Regions from separate parts of the Sus scrofa genome. Here regions 1 and 3 are each linked to region 2. The links are chromatin contacts, called in public Hi-C and HiChIP or PLAC-seq maps. All regions are on one chromosome and are shown on one strand. The core of a region is the stretch at or near the end of the contact, and the rest is flanking DNA. Distances in the headings are between cores, read along the strand shown.

Region 1 (4,514 bases), core at 1,647-4,146, 560 kb after region 2:
ATAAGAAAAATGTTTCCATTTCTTGAGGATACACTAATGTTATGAAAGAAGGCTTGGGTTTATATTTCCTCCATGTATTTATTTAGCCACCTATTTACGTCTTTGACACCTTTCTTGCCAAAACCAAGGAGAATATAGGCTCCTAATGCTTTCTTTAAATGTCTTACTTGGCCACACTTAGATTTTGCTCACTCCAGACACTTGAGAGCATAAGTTTCTTTACTCCCACACTCTAAACCCCATTTCTCTTTTCCTTCCCGCTTCTTCTCAAGGGCATCATGGACTAACATATGGACTCAACACCCAAAATAAAGTCAACTCTTCTCATAGGTATAACAGCAATCAAGAGAGACCGTGCCAGAGCTGTTAGTGCAAGAATGAGGCCCTGCTATGAGCACTTGGTCTCTGTTTTTGGAATGGTTTGGGTAACCATTTTAGAAAGGGAATTTTTAGCCTTGAAAAAATTCACTATATCCTGGGCAGAAAAGTGATCCTTCAATATATGGACCCAGATTATACCCACCTGTATGAAACAAAGTCAATATAAAGCAAATACCTATCATTCATCTTAGAAGAAAAGGAAGAGGTGTGCCATTCTTCCATTTCTCTCTTTTTTTTTTTCCATGATTAATAGTGCCATTTACTCCCTTCCTCCTCAGTTCTTTATCCTCCTGTTTTAAATACTTGCTGGGGTTGTTCCTAAAAAAAAAAAAATCTCTTGCATAACTTAAGCATCTCATATAACTCAATAAATGGTTATGGTTCCAGCATCTCAAGATTATTATTAACTTGAAATCCATTTCTGGGTTCAAACTATATATATGTGCACAACCACACATGCAGATATGTTTAAGGCAAACTATTTACCTTCTCTGAACCTCGTTTTTCTCACATATGCATTGGGTTTATCACAATGAATAAATAACATCCTTGGAATACATGCACCATACCATAATATATGGTCCATAAGTATCAGCAGCCTCTTTTGGAAGAGGTGTAGGAAGGGAGTCACGTATAACGTAAATGTCCACAGGCTGTACAATTCTTTCTGTAGAAATGGTAGAAACTCAACTCCCACTGGTTCAGGCCCCTCAGCTGCATCAGGACATCTTTCTCCCCAAAGTCTCCCCACTTTTTGCTGAGAATTCTTGGGGAAAATTTTACATGTGTTCACAAAATCGTTCCCCACCTTGGCATTGATTTTGGGGTCCCCAAGTCTTGTGAAGCCAAAAAGAGGCCTCCGTTTACCCTTTCCATCACTATTTCCCCCACCTGCAGCGCTCTCCAGAAGAGCATCATCTTTCATGCCAGGGAGGCGGTTTGTGCTTCATCTCAAAGCTGTGCACCATGAGGTATTTGAACAAAACTGGTTTGTTTCGAGTCCTTACTCTGATGCACCACACTGCGTTCTAGGTCTTAGTGGGGGAGACGCCCCTCCTCCCAGCTCTGTGCCGCATTTGTCACCTGGCCCCTAAGAAGCACTATTTTGTTTCCTGAGTATTAACATGAAGCTTCATGAGAAAATCTTTAGTTTCTGCCAGAAGCCCCTCTGCTCATGGGCCTCAGACCTCCTTGCTGGCAACAAGCGGGGGCGCATACCATGTTTACCTCCTGTGTCACATGCCATCTGTGTCCCATCCGTATCTCTCAGGCCTTACCAATGGCCAACACTTACATCGCTTTGCCTGAGTCCTTCTTCTGTAGCCCGCCTGCCCTGCTTATCAGCAGGCTTCTCAGGTGCAGTCCTCAGCCAGCGACTGACAGGAATAAGTGTGGATAACTCCAATGTCCATGTCCTGTATCAACTTCTAGAGTTGCCCGGTACAAGGAAGCCCCAGTTAACCACAGCAGTACCTGGCTTGATAAGGCATCATTTAGTGGCTCTCTTCTTAGCTGTCTCACTTCCCCACTCCTTTATTAGTGTCTCTTAGGATTAGCTCCCCCCAAAACTACTTGCACGCAAATCCTTGTCTTAGAGTCTACTCCTCGGGGGAACCTATTCCAGGATGCCTCCTTGTGTCCCCATCTTTCCTTGTAGACACAAAGGGCAAACATCTCCTCAGAGGCCCGCATCCCCCAGGCAAAATCAACACGTACCAGTAGATATCTGAGGAACTACTAGTCCACCAGTTCCTTTAGACATACCCAAGCTCTGAATCCTTGCCCCCACCCCCCACCCCCACCACCCCACTCCGTGTAGGAACCCACTTTTCAGCATTCCTGGTAGGAAGCCTCTTTTTTTGAGCACCTCCCCAGGGAGTAGTATATGCCTTTCATTCTAAATCTCTCTTCGTGTATGAGCCACTTTCACTCTAGAGTTCTCGGTCACTGAGCCCTAATTTGCCCACCATAGCTTCCATCCAGTTATCAAGATTCTATCCGTAAGACCCATTAAAAATAGGTCTCGTTTTTCTTGCGTATAACAATCCCTCAAATTATCGAGAACACCTGATATTTTTCCCCTACTCTCTTCTGTTAGCTCGCCACTAGCCCAGTTGAACTTACCCTTCCACAGGTGAAGTGGCTTCTAAACCTTTCACCATGTTACATTCCTTCTCTAAATACAGTATCATTTATCCGCACAATTTAAAACACGGCACTGAGAACAGAATACTGTTTACAAATAACTCAGAGGAGGATGGGATCATTACCTCCTTTGTTCTGGGATAAATTCATGCATCCTAAGACTGTACTCATATTATAAAAAATGATGTTATACGATTGACTCATTCTGACCTTCTTGGCAGCTGAAAACCTGAGTGTTTTATTGAATTTCCATTAAACCTGGTTTCCCTTATATGCCTATGTGGGGAAAATGGAGTAACTCAGGCTATTTCCTCCTAGCCACCACATTGTTCCAGTGAGGAATGACTAAGCAAATGTTATATAAGAATGACTATGCATGTGCATGCGCAGTAGAATATGATGACAGCTACCCCTTATGCAAATAGCCAGCTTTGTGTATGCTAGTATAAAAGGCAGACAGGACTTTCACCACTGCTGCTTGTGAAACCAATAAAGGGATGTCTGATCTACCCACGGTGCCTCGGCTCTTCTTTAGGTTGCTGGAAATCTAGGGGTGAACCTGCCTGGTCTCAAGTGACTGCATTATAGCCCATATGCTTGATTTTGGAATCTATGTGGAATATTTTTTATATACTTCTGTAAATTGCCCCTTTTTTGTTTCAGCTCATTTTTCCAAGCCGTCAAAATATCTTTCAATTCTGATTTCTCATCAGCATGATAACTTGCTCTGACTGACTCATTCCCATGCTCCCCTACTCCCATCCCTGGAACTTCACACTCTGTCTTCAGGCTCTGGCTCTTAGAACCTGCTCACATATTCCTATAAGCCATTACTCCTAGCTCTTGACTCTTCTCAAGTCATGACAGCCCATTTCTGGGCCAGGGCACCAATCTCTAAAGCTCCTTCCATCTCTGATCTTTTATCGATGTTAGATACCAGCAGATATTCGGAATTATTGCCTTTGATAAGGTGCATGTAAGTGTAAAGAGCCGCTAGAGCCCCTTTTGGGATCCCAGAGGACAATCAGTGTTTTATAAATGGCATCAAAGCAGTATACTGGGGAATTACAGCATCTTTAAGAAGATTCACAACAAGGTTTTTGCAGCCCTTTTGGATTCTCTTCTCTGTGCTGCAGGTATGAAACCAAAAGTGGCTCTCAGAGTTCCCACTGTGGCTCATTGGGTTAGGAATCCAACTAGTATCCATGAGGATGCAGGTTCAATCCCTGGCCTTGCTCAGTGGGTTAAAGATCTGGCATTGCCACGAGCTGTGGTATAGGTCAAAGACACGGCTCGGGTCTGGAGTTGCTGTGGCTATGGCGTAGGCCGGCAGCTGCAGCTCAGATTCCATTCTCTGGCCCAGGAACTTCCATATGCCGAAGGTGTGGCCTTAAAAAGCAAAAAAAAAAAAAAAGTGGCTCTCATAGGCCTGTGGACCAGTTCTAAGGCACTAGGGGCATCACCACCTGACACTATCAAAACTAACTCAGTAAGAAGGGCCCAGAGTTCACTAAGGTTGTTGGGGCATAACTAATAATATCAATACCTTGCAATTGTTCTTTATTGAATTAAAAGGCATGTCAATAAGAGAGGTGAAAGGGTGAGGTAGGGAAATGTGACATGCTTGGGGAAAAAAATCCTATTTCAATGCCACCTTTTCTTTTTTCTTTCTTTCTTTTTTTTTTTTTTTTTTTGCTTTTTAGGGTTGTACCTGCAGCATATGCAAGTTCCCAGGCTTAGGGTTGAATCGGAGCTGTAGCTGCCAGCCTACGCCACAATACTAGTTAAAGGCTGCGTCTGCAACCTGCACCGTAGCTCATGGCAACGCTGTGGATTGCCAACTCGCTGAGCAAAGCCAGGGATTGAACCCGCATCCTCATGGATACTAGTCAGATTCACTTCCACTGTGCCACAGCAGGAATTCTGCAGTGTCACCTTTTCTGATTATTTTTCTCCATTTTTTTTCTGAAAAAAAATTCAATGTTTAT
Region 2 (4,568 bases), core at 1,681-4,180:
CATCCTTCACCCCTTCCCTTCAGTTCTTTCTTTGCGAGATGACAAGCAGTCCAGGACTAAGAGCCACCCCAGCAATGAGTATTTCTGGAGTAACAAATAGTATTCCTGGAGTTTCCACTGTGGCACAATAGTAATGGACCCGACTAGTATCCATGAGGAGGTGGGTTTGATTCCTGGCCTCACTCAGTGGGTTAAGGATCCGGCATTGCCATGAACTGTGGTGTAGGTCACAGATGCGGCTCGGATCTGGCATTGTTGTGGCTGTGGCGTAGGCTGGCAGCTGCAGCTCCGATTGGACCCCTAGCCTGAGAACCTCTATATGCCACAGATGCGGCCCTCAAAAGACAAAAAAAAAAAAAAAAAAAGACTAGTATTCTTTTCACATGTGAACCCCGATTTGAAAAGATATCCTTATGATGAAAGTCACAGCAGGAGGGTATTCTCAAGGAATGATTCCTATTTTTCTGGGTGACAGGCAGGAAGGTATACCCGGGACTCAGTAGGGAGTGACCTTTCTGTGTGATGGAGTGGGCAGAAATCATGCAGCTCCTGGGGCTCTAATTTTGTTTGTCTCATAAAGCCTGAGCGAGGTGGGAGACTGTGGGGGAGGGAGGATTGCCAACCATAAGCACCAGGGGGTGATCTGTCCAGTGGTCAGGGAGGAGAAATGGCCACTTGTGATGGGAAAACCATGCCCCAGATGGCAGCATAAACATTCCATCACACATCAGGTGCTTGGTAGAGGACCACTGGCTCTTTGCTTCTGCCCCATGCATCAGAACCTTCCCTCTGCGTGCCCACAGGCAGGAGATAAAGCCAGATACACGGCCCCAAAGGAGAAACAACGGGGCATAGTAACAAGACCTAACTTTGCAGGTTGAGGTGAGAATTTTAAGTCTAGCCCATTTTTAACCAGCTGCGTTAACTTTGTTCTGGTCTCCAACCTTTCTTTCTGCACCTGAAAAATTACGATATCATTTCCACTTTGTAGGGATATAGTGGGGGCTAGACGAGTGTTAGAGGTTGAGTTCTACGGAAGCAGAGCCTGAGATGCGGATTCTATGCCTGCAATTTACTAAGGAAGCCCCCCCCCCCCGCCCAGGCCAGTAAGGCACTGGCGAAGCAGGAGTGGGATGGGAAAGAAACTAAGGCAAGTCAAAACCCAGTCTCAGCCCCACTGCAAGGAGCTCTGGAAAGTTAATTATATTCAAGAGCTGATGGGACTTGAAGGGAGGTGGGCTTTGCTGTTTCAACCAGTCATTGGCCAAGGGCCTTAGGGCAAAGGCCTCCCAGGCACTTCTGGGTCTCTGCGTCTGTGGGGTGACTTGGTTTCGGGTTTGCTAATGGGCTGCTAGAAGTCAAGTTCTAGCTGGGTGAGGAGTTCAAAGGAAAGACAGAAGGCGTAAGAACAGTGGCAGGATCTGCTACAGTGGGAAGATATTTGATTGACCAGGGAGTCATCAGGGGTTAAATAAAAGATGGGATCTGCTCTCAACCAGGAACAGAATACCAGCTCATTCACCCGGACCTCCAGGGAGCACAGGATCGTCCACTCTCTGCAAGTGATCCGATACTGACAGCCAGGACTAGCCGAGGAACGTTTAGAGGAAGTGGTCTATGGGAAAAGCCATTCTTCTCCAGTAGGGATTTTGTCCTCTGTCCTCGTACACGACAGAGAACAGAAATACGGACTTGGTTATATTAGTTTAGATCCTCTTAGAACCACCTTCCCCGTGTAGTCCGTCACTGCTTTGAAAGCCCACTGACCAACGACCTCCAGGAACACACTAGCCATCATTGAGCTCCTTGCAGCAAATGAGAACGTGTACCAGGGACGCCCAGAATGCCTTGGAAAGGGGGAGCAGTCAGGGACCCTCTGGCTGGACTTGAGTTTACTCCAAGAGAAATTGGGGAAGCAGCGCTCATTCTCAAGAGCAGGGGCCATTCAATGTTTTGGCATCTCCACAGATTTCACATAGGACAAACAAGGCTGGGATTGTCACTGGTAAAGGAATGGCAGTCACTTGTTTTAATCAGAGGAGGAGGATGTTTCATCATTCGTGTGTGTGTGTGTGTGTGCGCGCGTGTGTGATTACTGAGTGGCTTTATTTTTATCGTGTTCCCAATATGATCTTGGAGTGACCTTGTCGCAGCACTGTTATACTAATTGAGACCTGGCTGCCAGCAGGACCGTTTCTCACTTTCTCTGCTTGTCAGCAGGCTGTATTTCATTTTCTCGATGGCACACCCTTTCTTTCTCACAAAAGTGAAAAGAAACAGCCCTACCAAGTCTGGTCCTGCAGCAGCCAGACAAATTCTAAGGAGCATCCTCAACCCTTATACCACCTGGGGTAGGTCACTGAACCCCCCTGGGAATTTCCTTCAGAATTAACACCAAGAAAAATGATTCCACTTGAGAAATGTCAGTCTTTCTTCATCATCATAGTAAGGTCTAGGCAATCCATCCTGCTTTTTTTTTTTTTTTTTTTCCCCTTCTGGCTTTTAGGATGCTCAGAGCCAAATAGGAAACTCCTTCAGACCCTGACCTTTGTTTTGAGCATATTTGCATTCCCTTGTCTCTGTAATCTGAAATTTCTATTTTACTATGTTTTTCCTGTTCTTGTAGGCTTCTTCAGATAAAGGTGGGGAAGAAATGAATAAGCTTCCCTCTGAACCATGTTGCACAGCTTGAAGCCAACCCAAAATTAGATCTTGCTTTGGTTCCCAGTTCTTTTATGGATGTAATCCGTCTCTTATCATTTAAGGGGAGAGCATCTATCTTTTCCTTCTTCCATTTCTTTCCTTCCCATAATACAGTATACTGAAATGTGAAATAAATAGATGTTATCTGGAAACCCTTTGTCTTTGCTGGGATTCCTGCCTGCAGACAGCAGAGGTCGCCATGGAGCTGTGCATGACGGAGCGCGCAGCCCTGTAAACCTATAGCCCAGTGGGTCTGAATTGACACGAGGCTTAACCATTCGATTCAGACGTGGATTCTTTTTGTTCCGGTCATTCAACAGACAGCACTTTGCCGTGGTTTCCTTCAGTGTCATTTTGGTAATATAATTGTTTAGAGGAGAAAAGGTGGCTTCTGTATACCAAAAAAATAAAAATAAAAAAATAAAAAAAAAGTCCATTTAAAGCACTAAGGAACTCTGAAAAAAAAATGGTTACAAAATGTGTTTACTTAAATATTGTGAAATGAGGATGGAAATTCGCAGCACAGGGTATTTGTCATCTGCTCATGACTAGCAGATGGCCGCCTCCTCCTCCTCCTCCTCCTTTGCGATCCGCATGACTCACATCTTACAGGGTGTGCAAATTGAAATTTCGAAACTCTCCAGAGTCGAGGTGGCAGTGCCATAACTCGATGCGGGAGAAGTGTGCCAGCCAGCTGACTTTGCCAGCCAGCCTGCTGCCAAAGACTTCACAAAATGTCTCTCTCATTGGAAAGAAAAGCCTTCGGATGTCTCCCTGCACGTGTTTGATGCATTTCTGAAAGCGTACAAGGTATGCTGCAGGCTGCGGGGGAGCACGTTGTGTGTGAAAGGGAGCAGGTAGTCCTGCCAGCCCAGAGCTGGGTAGTCATCTGCTCCTACTGCAGTGACTCATGCAAGAGGGACTCACCTGTTTTTTGGCTTGTCCGCCCTAGAGTGGTGGCAAGTCTGCCTCCAGCCCCCCGACAGAACAAAGCCTGAGCTATTACCGCAGGCTCCAATAAATGGGTGATTAAATAGTGTCTAGAGAGATACGAGTCTTCTAAGTTCAACGTTTTTCTTTTTGTCTTGTGTCATTAAGAGGGGCTCGGATCTGCTCTGCTTAACCAAAAAAAAAAAAAAAAGAGGCTGTATTTTAAGCAATCACATTTGCTGAAAATAGAGTCCTGCCAGCCAGTGGACTAACACCTACATTGACTTTAGCTGCAGGTCCCACTTTCCTTCCTGCAGTCGTGAGTTTCCAAAGATACCTCCCCGCCCTCCCGCAAATGAACTGCACCTCCCGGCATTCACATCGTTGTGTGGTCCCTTCTGAAGTCAAAAGAAGCCTTGCAGCTTCTCCTTGAGTCTCTTGGAACATTCACTCTGGGAGAAGACAGCTGCCATGTAAGAAGTGTGACTACTTGAGTCTGCTATGCTTTCAGGAAGCTCTAGCTGTCACCTGAAGAGGCTGGATGGAGAGAGAAATGCCTGGTCAGCCCCAGGCTGCTTCAGGCATCCCTGCTGACTGGCCAGATGCGTGACCAAAGAAGCCATCGTGGACATTCAGCTGAGGAGAGCCTTCAGATGGCTCCATCTGTCTGACTACCACCCCCTGAGAGAACCCAACATCACCTCCCTGAGCTTGGTCAACCTGTGGGACCATGAGAGATAATTATATACATATGTTTTGTCTTTTTAGGGCTGCACCCATAGCATATGGAAGTTCCCAGGCTAGGGGTCAAATAGGAGCTGCATCTGTGCCCTACACCACAGCTCAAGGCAACGCTGGATCCTTAACCCACTAAGCGAGGCCAGGATCAAAACTGTGTCCTCATGGATACCACGCGGGTTCCTTACCACTGAGCC
Region 3 (4,655 bases), core at 1,123-3,622, 630 kb after region 2:
CCAACAAAGAAATCTGTCAAGTATCTGCAATACTCCTGACTCCTGAGCTAAGGATTTTCCCCCACTCATTTCTTGGAATCTAGGGGTCAGTCTTGAAATCAGAGTTCAACTCCTGAGTCTTCAACATAACTTTTTATTTTTACATCAGTGTTTCTCTTTTTCACTTCAGGCAACCCTCTTTTGAAATGCCTGGTCTCTAGGACCCCAAAGCAACATACCTTTGCCAGCAAATCTCAGCAGATGGTCTCACTGGTTTTACAGGAAAAAATGCCGACAAGAGTCCTGGAAAGACTATTTCTTAGACCCTGCTTCCTCCACTCAGGAGGTTTATGATCACCTCTGAGTTATGAAGTGACTCGTGATACTTGTCTTGAACAAAAGTGGAGACCGACCACACTGAATTTCATCTGAACCCTGTGCTCCTAGAAAGCAGTGAAAGTTTAGAAATTTCCCGTGCTGGATTCCCGTTGTGGCGCAGCAGAAATGAATCCGACTAATAACCATGAGGTTGCAGGCTCCATCCCTGCTCTCGGCTCATTGGGTTGGGGATCCAGCGTTGCCGAGAGCTGTGGTGTATGTAGGTCGCAGATGCGGCTCGGATGCCTCGTTGCTGTGGCTGTGGCGTAGGCTGCAGCTATAGCTCTGATTCGACCCTTAGCCTGGGAACCTCCACGTGCCTCGGGTTCAGCCCTAAAAAGCAAAAAAGAAAAAGAAATTCCCCATGCCTTTCCAGGGAAGCATAACTGCAAAGGACCAGCTGCCCTTGGTATTCAGAGATGGCTCCATTCCTCATGGCTCCTCCTGGCTCCCATAAGACGCCCTGTCCTGCCTGCCCCACGGCTCCCCTGTTACTTCCCTGTATGAAACGTCGGGCATTCTCTTTCTTCTCTGAAATGTTCCTAATTAATGAACATTTTCCCTACTGCAGTAGCTTGGATAAAATCATCTCCTTAATTGTCCAGTGCATTTTATCTTTGACGGTATTTTCAAAATTTTTATAATCAGCATTTATTATTGTAGGACAGGAAAGAGAGAACTTTTTTCCTCTACCCTCCTAGATCCTTCAGTAGGGGTCCTGCAGATTAGACTGATACAGGATGGATTAATAAGAGGTAATAAACAGTTTCTTAACATGTGCATTATGCATGTACACAGGGATACTCGGTGATGAGTAACTCGAAGAAGTGGTTGGGACTTAGGCTAACAGAAGAATGATGCTTTTTTTTTTTTTTTTTTTTGGCCATGCCTAACAGCGTGTAAAAGTTCCCCGGGCTAGGGGTCAAACCCACACCACAGTAGTAACCCAAGCCACAGCAGTGACAATGCCAGATCCTTAACTGCTAGGCCACCAGGGAACTCCAAGGGCAATGCATTTTAGAGAAGTGACAAGACAAAGGAGAAGGACTTTGAGTTTTAGGGGGGCAGCAAATCGTGGGAAGGCAAATACACGGGGAAGCTAATAGAAAATAAGGACTAGTTAGTAAAGTTTGTATTGTAGATTCATCTCTCTGGGTTGATCAGAGTCTGGAGTTGTCTCCAGAGATTAATAATCTTCCGGCTCTTCCTGGTAGAGGAGAAGGCAGAGTTTTTCTTGTGTCTGCTTCTTCTCAGTTGCCTTCAGCTCAAAATAACCTTTGTGCCAGAGTAGCATATTCTGAATGCCTTCATTAGTCTTATATTTTAAAAAACAACTTGCAAAAAAAGTTCATGTTAAATTTTTCATTCAAAAAGTGTTTTGGTTTTCTGTGATCATGTGATGATTTTTCCAGTGGAAGAAAAGGGGCAAATGGTTTTTGAGCTTTGCATCACAGGTCCTTTGCATACATTTGTGTGTGTGTGTGTGTGTGTGAGATAGCTCTAGATATGAATATATGAGACCGACGTGCTACCTACTGTGCTAACGAGGCACCTTGTGGTCGTGAATGTTATGATCTCTGTTCTGCTGATGACGACACGGCCTCACGGACATGATGCCTTTTGTGCTGGACATCAACTGAGTTGGCACTCAGTACTCTTTGTACCTCCTTCTATGCCTTGCCTGGTTTTTTCAGGGGTTAGAAATCTGGGAACCACATTTCCCAGATTTCCTTGCCAACAGGATTCTGGATTCATTTCAGGTTCCCCTAATGAAATGGATATGCGCAAAAAGGGGAAGGTGAAGAAAAGGCACCAGCAGGTAGACCTAGATGTGTCAACAGAGATGAATTTTTTTCATTGGCCCTCCAGGTGTTTCTCTGCTAATCACCCTCCCTGGCACTGGTGGCAGCTGTGACCACTGGTGGCCGTCTCCTGCAATTCCTTTCCTGAACAGCTGAAGCAACTTCCTGAGTCTCTGAAAGCAAGCAGTGGATCTGAGAGCTAACAGTGGCTTTTCCGGACTTTGGCCCCTCCAGCCCTTGGCAACAGTCATGCAAGTACTAAGTCTCTGTGTTATCACCCGTATTGATTGAAATGCTGAGAGTCATTTCTATTTCGTGGTCCTAATCCTGGCTGATACAGGGGTGCCTGCTGTTACAGACCCTGAAAGCACAGAGCTAACCTTTGGATCCAGCACCGTTTGACTCCCTAGACCCGATTCCTTGTCTACTCCCTCCCTGGTTTGCCAGCAGCAGCACCTGCATCGCAAATCCTCCATCCTAGAAGGTCCTCCTTCATGGAGGCTGACTCGGTGGAGTTTTGAGAGCAGAGAGGAAAGGAGGCTTGAATAGGATGAGTCCTCCAGTACAACCTCCCGGGAGGGAAAAACACACGACATAGTTGTTGGACCCATGAGAGAAATGTCCAAAGGACATGATATGAGGTAGGTATTTATTCTATACAATATGAAACAAAAAAGTTTCTTCAAGATGACCCCACAGTGGAGCCAGTAGCTCGTCTAAATAACCCGAGTCCGCCTCGCACCCTCCCCCACCCTCCTGGAGGGCCCGCAGCATCTGGGGGGAAGGAGAGGGCTCCAAGCCAGACTTTGGTCCGTCTGCCCTTTGACCCCGTCGACAGGAAAAGAAGAACATAACGTAAAAGCTGTGAGTCCAGCGTATTCAGTGTCTTACTGAGGACCACAGCCTGGGACCCAGCCCCTCATAGAGCTCCGAGAAACTGTCCCGATGAGGTAAGGGGGGAGGTTCATATATATGTGATTTTGGCGGAGGGGATCTGTGCGACCAAGCACTCCTCTCGGTAGAAGGTTGCTGCCAGTCACGAGGAACGAATACCATAGTTAATGGTTTTGGTGCCTTTCTAAGTATGGCAAGATGCAAGAATTGGGGTTCATAAAGGCATTTCTCCTGAAAATATCTAATCCTCTGAAGGCCTGTTCTGCCAGTGTTCCCAGAGCCCAGCGTGCCTCGTTCCTAATCTCCACTTTGAACTCTCCAAGGGCATGTTAAAGGTCAGCAACTTGAGTAGCAAATGACTCAATCTTTGTAGGGCCAGATGGCCAGTGACATTCTTTAGTTGGCAACACCAGCCCACCACTTCTGACATCCTCCTCTTTTTGTTCCTGAGTTCCCAGCCCACCCACTCTGGGTGTCAATCTCATTCATCTCTGTTAACTGATCAGAATCGAACGTGTGGGAGTTCCCGTCATGGTGCAATGGAAATGAATCCCATTAGGAACCATGAGGTTGCAGGTTCGATCCGTGGCCTCGCTCAGTGGGTTAAGGATTCCTCAATGCTGGGAGCTGTGCTGTAGGTCGCAGACGAGGCTTGGATCCCCCTTTGCTGTAGCTGTGGTGTAGGCCAGCAGCTGTAGCTCTGATTGGACCCCCAGCCTGGGAACCTCCATACGCCGAAGGTGCAACCCTAAAAAAAAAAAAGATTTGAAGTGTGACAGGTTTCCAGAATATCTGAATTCCAATAAGGGATACCCAAGCAAAGCCTTCTCCAGCCCTGTCCCTCTCTCTAGAGAACATGAAGGGAAGAGGATTTGGCAGACCACTTTAGATAAATCTCCAAACCCTGATTTGGCTCACATCCACAAAGCCTGACACACACACTATTCCCATGGCATAGGCGTCTACCCTTTCATTAGAAACCCTCAGAGAAAGTTTCTCTGCCATCAGGTTCTAGTTTCAAACAGTTTAAACATAAAACACTTGGAGTTATACTAAGCTGTTACTAAACTAAGACATATAACAATTTCCTAAATATAAAACTATAAGGTTGTTGATCTCTCTGTCCCTAGAAATGCGTGAGGACTGGTTGACATTCTTATTTTCTTAAATGCCTTGAGGACTGGTGTCAGAGTGCAGAGTTCCCGTTGTGGCTCAGGGGAAACAAATCTGACTAGCATCCATGAGGATACAGATTCAATCCCTGGCCTCGCTCAGTGGGTTAAGGATCCGGCATTGCCGTGAGCTGCGGTGTAGGTCGCAGACTCGGCTCGGATCTGGTGTTGCTGTGGCTGTGGTGTAGGCCAGTGGCTACAGCTCCGATTCAATCCTTAGCCTGGGAACCGTGGGTTCGGCCATGGGTGCGGCCCTAAAAAAGACAAAAGACAAAAGAAAAGAAAAGAGTACTTTAACTACTACCCTCTTCTCCAGCTTCTCCACAGATCAAGTAGATTTCCTCGGACTGCTGTCAGACTGGCAACAGAAGTATCCTACATGCATGTAAATATACATATGTAATATGTACACACACAAACATACACACTC

Evidence for each region. A called contact is a pair of places that touch in the nucleus more often than the background predicts. HiChIP or PLAC-seq counts read pairs in DNA pulled down with a chosen protein or histone mark.
Region 1: a contact with region 2 is called in an H3K27ac HiChIP or PLAC-seq map of alveolar macrophages. The contact joins two enhancer-like sites. A contact is called at or near these places in 1 of 47 Hi-C or Micro-C datasets (embryonic fibroblasts) and 1 of 2 datasets of contacts at active chromatin or transcription factors (alveolar macrophages).
Region 3: a contact with region 2 is called in a Hi-C map of liver, with 7 times the contacts expected there. The contact joins two enhancer-like sites. A contact is called at or near these places in 4 of 47 Hi-C or Micro-C datasets (embryonic fibroblasts, liver, skeletal muscle and 1 more) and 1 of 2 datasets of contacts at active chromatin or transcription factors (alveolar macrophages).

Annotation. Positions count from the first base shown.
Region 1 is chrX:40,965,650-40,970,163 of Sscrofa11.1, forward strand. The region is part of intron 1 of LOC110257771 (a long non-coding RNA gene); the gene reads left to right. Among named protein-coding and RNA genes, the nearest start is that of ZNF674, 120 kb to the right of the region's middle. Within about 2 kb of position 2,897, at least 1 of the 83 cell types and tissues checked has an H3K27ac peak or open chromatin away from gene starts, as enhancers often do. A contact at or near this core is called in alveolar macrophages, where this site is marked.
Region 2 is chrX:40,403,006-40,407,573 of Sscrofa11.1, forward strand. No RefSeq gene overlaps it. Among named protein-coding and RNA genes, the nearest start is that of MIR221, 170 kb to the right of the region's middle. Within about 2 kb of position 2,931, at least 15 of the 83 cell types and tissues checked have an H3K27ac peak or open chromatin away from gene starts, as enhancers often do. A contact at or near this core is called in alveolar macrophages and liver, where this site is marked.
Region 3 is chrX:41,037,024-41,041,678 of Sscrofa11.1, forward strand. No RefSeq gene overlaps it. Among named protein-coding and RNA genes, the nearest start is that of ZNF674, 51 kb to the right of the region's middle. Within about 2 kb of position 2,373, at least 4 of the 83 cell types and tissues checked have an H3K27ac peak or open chromatin away from gene starts, as enhancers often do. A contact at or near this core is called in liver, where this site is marked.